Regions from separate parts of the Salvelinus alpinus genome. Here region 1 is linked to region 2. The links are chromatin contacts, called in public Hi-C maps. All regions are on one chromosome and are shown on one strand. Each heading gives the region's core, a stretch centred on a gene start, on an enhancer-like site or on the middle of the called end of the contact. The rest is flanking DNA. Distances are from core to core; before and after follow the strand shown.

Evidence for each region. Hi-C and Micro-C count contacts between places; a contact is called where the count stands out from the background.
Region 1: a Hi-C map of muscle shows a contact between it and region 2, with 4 times the contacts expected there. The contact joins the promoter of LOC139534124 here to the promoter of LOC139534116 in region 2. A contact is called at or near these places in 2 of 3 Hi-C or Micro-C datasets (muscle and red muscle).

What each region holds. Positions count from the first base shown.
Region 1 is chr11:39,592,345-39,595,732 of SLU_Salpinus.1, forward strand. It overlaps LOC139534124 (copine-8-like), which reads right to left and starts at 1,806. Exons shown (of 20, transcript XM_071332915.1): 1 at 1,603-1,806. The coding sequence starts at 1,706.
Region 2 is chr11:39,382,286-39,385,634 of SLU_Salpinus.1, forward strand. LOC139534116 (EKC/KEOPS complex subunit TPRKB-like) reads right to left here and starts at 1,979. Exons shown (of 4, transcript XM_071332884.1): 1 at 1,739-1,979; 2 at 1,506-1,628; 3 at 1,240-1,416. The coding sequence starts at 1,879. It also overlaps the pseudogene LOC139534115.

The DNA.
Region 1 (3,388 bases), core at 556-3,055, 210 kb after region 2:
AGAGAGAGAGAAAGAGAGGGAGGGACTCTTATCCTTTCGTCAGACACACAGTGCATGCTTGTGTGTGTGTGTGTGTGTGTGTGTGTGTGTGTGTGTGTGTGTGTGTGTGTTATGTGTGAGTGTGTTTGAGAGCAGAGCCTTGTTTGTGTGTGTGTGTGTGTGTGTGTGTGTGTGTGTGTGTGTGTGTGTGTGTGTGTGTGTGTGTGTGTGTGTGTGTGTGTGTGTGGTGTTGTGATAGAGAGAGAGGACGAGAGATCAGAGCCTTTCAGGCAAGGACACACACACACACCTGGCCACGTTACCATGGTACCTCACCTCCTCTCTGGGTTGTAATGAGTGTGAAGGCATTCCCTACAGACCCCCTCTATGCCCAGCAGGCACTAGAGCGTGACTCAGTACCAGCATTTACCTAACATCCCTTATGTATATAGTGCCACAACCCTCCATCTCTTCTTCAGAGGCTGACACATAAGGGGTAATATGTGACTTATTCCCTGGAGATGATAGAAATAACACATTTTAATGGATTGATTCCCCTAGAGAAGTAGGCTACTGGTTCAGTATGGTATGGTCAGATATTGTGTAACTAGTTATTGTTTATTGTGTGTGGTTATTGCGAAATTAATTTCCCTTTTATTCAATTGAGTCCACTGTGAGAGATCGAAAGGGAATTTCCTTGGGATGTAGGCCAACACGTTGTTTCACTATGACGTGTTATTGAGCGCTTACAAAGTCTCACTGTGTGTGTCGTCTTTCCTTCAATATCAGTTGATTAAATATTGAGTGACAGTCCAGTGACAAAACGATGATTCCCATTCCAGTGAGAGAAGCATTCCCTCAGTTGATCTATTCTTAAGGGACCCCTTAAAAATACATAAGGTTTGGCAGGGACGGGGGGAGCCGTTACGCAACAGGAAGCCACCGCTCCAGAGAGACAGGGTGGGTATGAAAGGGCTAGTGATACACCCTCAACCCGCAAATACACTAGTCTGTCTGTCGCTGCACGTAGGCTATGCTACATCAAATCCCTAGCCTACTCTTGGCATATAGCTTACCTTTTGTAAAATGTCAATGTAAATCTATTTATGTTCCTCTGTTCAGTTCGTGAGTGACAGCCCACAACAAGCCACGAGTCAGAATAAAATAAGTGTCAAATTATTCGGTGAGAACAGCCTTCTAACATACGGCAGTATACCAACATAGGGAATGTTGGTATTGTTGATGATGCCTATTAAAGCCTGTTGATGTCCATTGCCAGTCCTCTAACAGGCAGAATGCCAGGTTACTGCCTATTATATACCTGACATACTACAGTTCGAAAGTTAATTGTAAACTTACCACCCAAAACTAAAACAAAGTAACAACTTGAACACCTCACTCTTATCTAGATACAATGTAGCCTAAAATAATTAGAAACAGTGCCGTTGGTTGAACAACATTGACTTTTCAAAATGTTACTACAACCAGAACTTGTTTGACAGTTGGCCAATTGGAATGGCAGATAAAACCCGGAATACTTGCCCATACCATATCCTTCTACCGTGACAACAGTCATATCAACACCCGACAAAAAAATGGGTTACACTGAAACCATTATCTTACCTGCAAGACACTGTGATTTCAACTTTGGTGGCGGGGATGGAAGCATTGAGCGGGTCGAAATCTCCTATCGACGCCATGTTGACGAAGCTATTACAGTTGTTCATGGTGAAAAATATTTTTGTCCAACCCCTTTTAGCAGCAACAATCGGATAAACTACACCTCCTTTAGCGAAACGAGAATGAATGCATGTGGACGGAACGAAGAGGAATGCTCGGAGCAGGCTACTAGCGGTGGGTTGATGTCACTTCAACAGTCAGCGTCACCTACTTGCGCTGCGAGCGGAATGTGCGCCTTAGACAAAATAATTCCACAGATACCCATCAAATAGGAGTTAGGCTAACACTGCCCATGTCATTACTTATAATAATAGATAGAGCGAGTGTGTGTGTTTGTGTGTGTGTGTGTGTGTGTGTGTCTGTGTGTAATAGGTCTTAAAGTGTTCCAAATTATATTTTATTATTTCTTTTCCCATCATAATTTTCCTGACACCAGGAAAAGTAATTACAAAGAAAGTATGTGTTTACTATGTTTGGATAGAAGACATTTGATCCTTGGGGTGGCTCATCATTTCATCACATCATCATCACCCAGTATTTTTCAGGCCTGACCTCCCCCTCTAAATATAGCTCAAAAACAGCCCCCATGTTAGGTGGTGAGAGAAACCATTACCACACCTTTAGGCAACCAGCCAGCACTCATCAAAGAGTTACTGTAAGTGATGCCCAAATAGATCCTTTGAAATACAGTGGGGAGAACAAGTATTTGATACACTGCCGATTTTGCAGGTTTTCCTACTTACAAAGCATGTAGAGGTCTGTAATTTTGATCATAGGTACACTTCAACTGTGAGAGACGGAATCTAAAACAAAAATCCAGAAAATCACATTGTATGATTTTTAAGTAATTAATTTGCATTTTATTGCATGACATAAGTATTTGATACATCAGAAAAGCAGAACTTAATATTTGGTACAGAAACCTTTGTTTGCAATTACAGAGATCATACGTTTCCTGTAGTTCTTGACCAGGTTTGCACACACTGCAGCAGGGATTTTGGCCCACTCCACCATACAGACCTTCTCCAGATCCTTCAGGTTTCGGGGCTGTCGCTGGGCAATACGGACTTTCAGCTCCCTCCAAAGATTTTCTATTGGGTTCAGATCTGGAGACTGGCTAGGCCACTCCAGGACCTTGAGATGCTTCTTACGGAGCCACTCCTTAGTTGCCCTGGCTGTGTGTTTCGGGTCGTTGTCATGCTGGAAGACCCAGCTACGACCCATCTTCAATGCTCTTACTGAGGGAAGGAGGTTGTTGGCCAAGATCTCGCGATACATGGCCCCATCCATCCTCCCCTCAATACGGTGCAGTCGTCCTGTCCCCTTTGCAGAAAAGCATCCCCAAAGAATGATGTTTCCACCTCCATGCTTCACGGTTGGGATGGTGTTCTTGGGGTTGTACTCATCCTTCTTCTTCTTCCAAACACGGCGAGTGGAGTTTAGACCAAAAAGCTCTATTTTTGTCTCATCAGACCACATGACCTTCTCCCATTCCTCCTCTGGATCATCCAGATGGTCATTGGCAAACTTCAGACGGGCCTGGACATGCGCTGGCTTGAGCAGGGGGACCTTGTGTACACTGCAGGATTTTAATCCATGACGGCGTAGTGTGTTACTAATGGTTTTCTTTTAGACTGTGGTCCCAGCTCTCTTCAGGTCATTGACCAGGTCCTGCCGTGTAGTTCTGGGCTGATCCCTCACCTTCCTCATGATCATTGATGCCCCACGA
Region 2 (3,349 bases), core at 729-3,228:
ATTGATGCTGTTGACCCGGATCACTGGTTGCTGCGGAAAAGGAGGAGGTTGAAAGGGGGGTGAGTGTAACGGATGTGAAATGGCTAGCTAGTTAGCGGGTACGCGCTACTAGCGTTTCAATCAGTTACGTCACTTGCTCTGAAACCTAGAAGTAGTGTTGCACCTTGCTCTGCAAGGGCCGCGGCTTTTGTGGAGCGATGGGTAACGACGCTTCGTGGGTGTCAGTTGTTGATGTGTGCAGAGGGTCCCTGGTTCGCGCCCGTGTCGGGGCGAGGGGACCTACTAAAGTTATACTGTTACATAGGGATGGTACCAGGTTTCCACCAGACGTGATGCTTGGCATTGAGGACAAAGAGTTCACTCTTGGTTTCATCAGACCAGTGAATCGTGTCATTTAGGTGCCATTTGGCAAACTCCAAGCAGGCTGTCACGTGCCTTTTACTGAGGAGTGGCTTCAGTCTGGCCACTCTACCATAAAGGCCTGATTGATGGAGTGCTGCAGAGATGGTTGTCCTTCTGGAAGGTTCTCCCATCTCCACAAAGGAACTCTGGGGCTCTGTCAGAGAGACCATCGGGTTCTTGGTCCCCTCCCTGACCAAGGCCCTTCTCCCCCAATCGCTTAGTTTGGCCGGGTGGCCAGCTCTAGGAAGAGTCTTGGTGGTTCCAAATTTCTTCCATTTAAGAATGATGGAGGCCACTGTGTTCTTGGGGACCTTCAATGCTGCAGACATTTTTTGGTACCCTTCCCCAGATCTGTACCTCGACACAATCCTGTCTCGGAGCGCTACGGACAATTCCTTTGAACTCATGGCATAGTTTTTGCTCTGACATGCACTGTCAACTGTGGTACCTTTCCAAATCACGTCCAAACAATTACATTTACCATAGGTGGCCTCCAATCAAGTTGTAGAATCATCTCAAGGATGATCAATGGAAACAGGATGTACCAGAGCTCAATTTCGAGTGTCATAGCAAAGGGTCTGAATACTTATGTAAATATATATATATTTTTTTTTATTAATCTGTTTTCGCTTTGTCATTATGAGGTATTGTGTGTAGATTGCTGAGAATTATATATTTTTTATACATTTTAGAATAAGGCTGTAATGTAAACAAAAATGTGGATAAAGTCATGGGGTCTGAATAATTTCTGAAGGCACTGTATATATTATATTCGTGTGTATGTGTGCACCCAACACACCAGGAAAAACAAGACTGACAAAGAAAAACAAGACCAACCTTTTTGATCTTAGCAGGGTCGGTCAACATGGAGACATCTTCAACTGGAATCTGTTGTCCGTCCACCTTGGCAATGATGTCACTCATGTGCTGCGTCTCCTCTTTGGGATGGACCAGAACTATGAGAAGAGCACTATCACTGTCTGATATCCCAAACCTCTTGAAAGCCTCTGAAATCTAAAGGAAAATGTGTCAAAGACATTGGGATGGGATATTACTTAGAAAGGAGTGTCAATGTGTGTGTGGTACTTTTAGAGGCTACTTACATTATTAGTGGGTGAAAGGTTGTAGATGATTTCGGAATATAAGCTCCTTGTCTTCATTTTTCCAGTGCTATGTAAATGGACTGCCTTGTTTGCTGCCACTAGCACTTGGAAGGGGTTCACTATCTGCAAAAATCAATTTGTGAATCATTGCATCAACTTCAGTCAAGCATTCATACATTACATCAAACCAAAATGTCTAGCCAGCTAACGTTAGCTAAGTTACATTGTCTCACCATAGACGGGTTTATCAAGGCACCATTAATCTTTCCTTCCATGGCATTTTTCCTAAATTCTGCGACGTTTTTGACATCTTTGAATAGCAACTGAGTTACAGTACGATCAGGAAAGAGTTCCAATTCTTGAGTTGAATACATAACGGAAGAAAAACGAATTTGTGGATGAAACAAGACCCGAACATTTCTGTTTAACCATCTCACGTGATTAAAAAAATAAATAGAGGGAACAAAAACAAAGTAGCACAATTAATCTAAAAGGTTCCGGTTTTACTCGACATAAAAAAGATGTATGTTGTACTTATAAATTGTTTATACATATTATGAAATAAAACATAATGCATATATGCTCGCATTTTTTAAACGTGTGTACAACAGAGAAGCAATGAAAGTATTTGTGAAATGATACTAATAGAGACATCAGAATTTTAAAACAGCTTCCGTACGGACTATCTTTCACTGACGGACCACCAAGCTGTCAAAAAATCTAAACTTTTCCGTTTGCGTTTTAGCTAGATGGAAAGATCTGTATATTTTTTGTAATCTTATTTCAATTTCATACTTAATTAACTTGAAATTAAACGTATGTAGCGTACACCATATATACGTATCTAGCTAATTTTAGAATTATTTCTGCGTTAGTTCGGAATTCGTAGGTGAATATGGAGAAATTCGAAGGGTACATTTTCACTGCTCTCTGCAGCACCAATTTTTTGGTTTCATGTCTCCTGTTCTCCAAAATAACTCGGGAGCAAAGGGAGCCCTACATGGACGAAATATTTCACGTCCGTCAAGCTCAGAAATACTGCCACGGGAAGTTCAACGAGGTATCGTTTTGCTATGTCAATATCATGTTCTTGATTTTGTTATATTGTTGCTTGTCGGATTAACGCAACGCTTGTCCTTGAAATATTGTGACAGATTGCTAGATTGACTTTTTAACCCTTAACTAAACCATCTGTGACGATGAACATAGACAGATCAGACTATCGCTAGTCATTATTGAGGATAATATGCCTGAATTCTGAAAAGTATTGTACTTCTGCAGTGGTATATAGCCCTATATGTAACTAAACCATTTTGGCATCTCTCTAGCTTGAAAAACATTAACCCTTTTATGTTTAATGGTGTAGTAGAGGCTCTTTAACGGGATCTTTTTCCTTTCTCTTTGTTGTTCCAGTGGGACCCAATGATCACCACGCTTCCTGGCCTGGCCTGTACCTGGCGTCAGTGGGTGTGATCAAGCCAGTGGTGTGGCTAGTGGACCTCACAGGGAAGGTAGTGTGTTCTACTGCGATGCTGCGCTTCATCAACCTCCTCTTCAACTGTGGTATCCTCTACCTGCTGTATCTCATCATCTGCAAGCTCCACCTTAAAGAGAAGGTAATAATGTCTTTACATGTTATTACATTTATAACATCCCCAAGGGTGGCCAGTTCATGTGGAAAGCTGCAGTGTGTGCACTGTGCAGGCTTTTGCTCCAGTCCAACTTTTACTCACCTTACTCAAATAAGTTTGGTATAAATTAAAAGACCTTGAAAAAAATATTGAATGTCCTTAAAGCTTCAATTGCATTCCTTTTGTTGGTCATAACAACCATGGTTTCTCTTT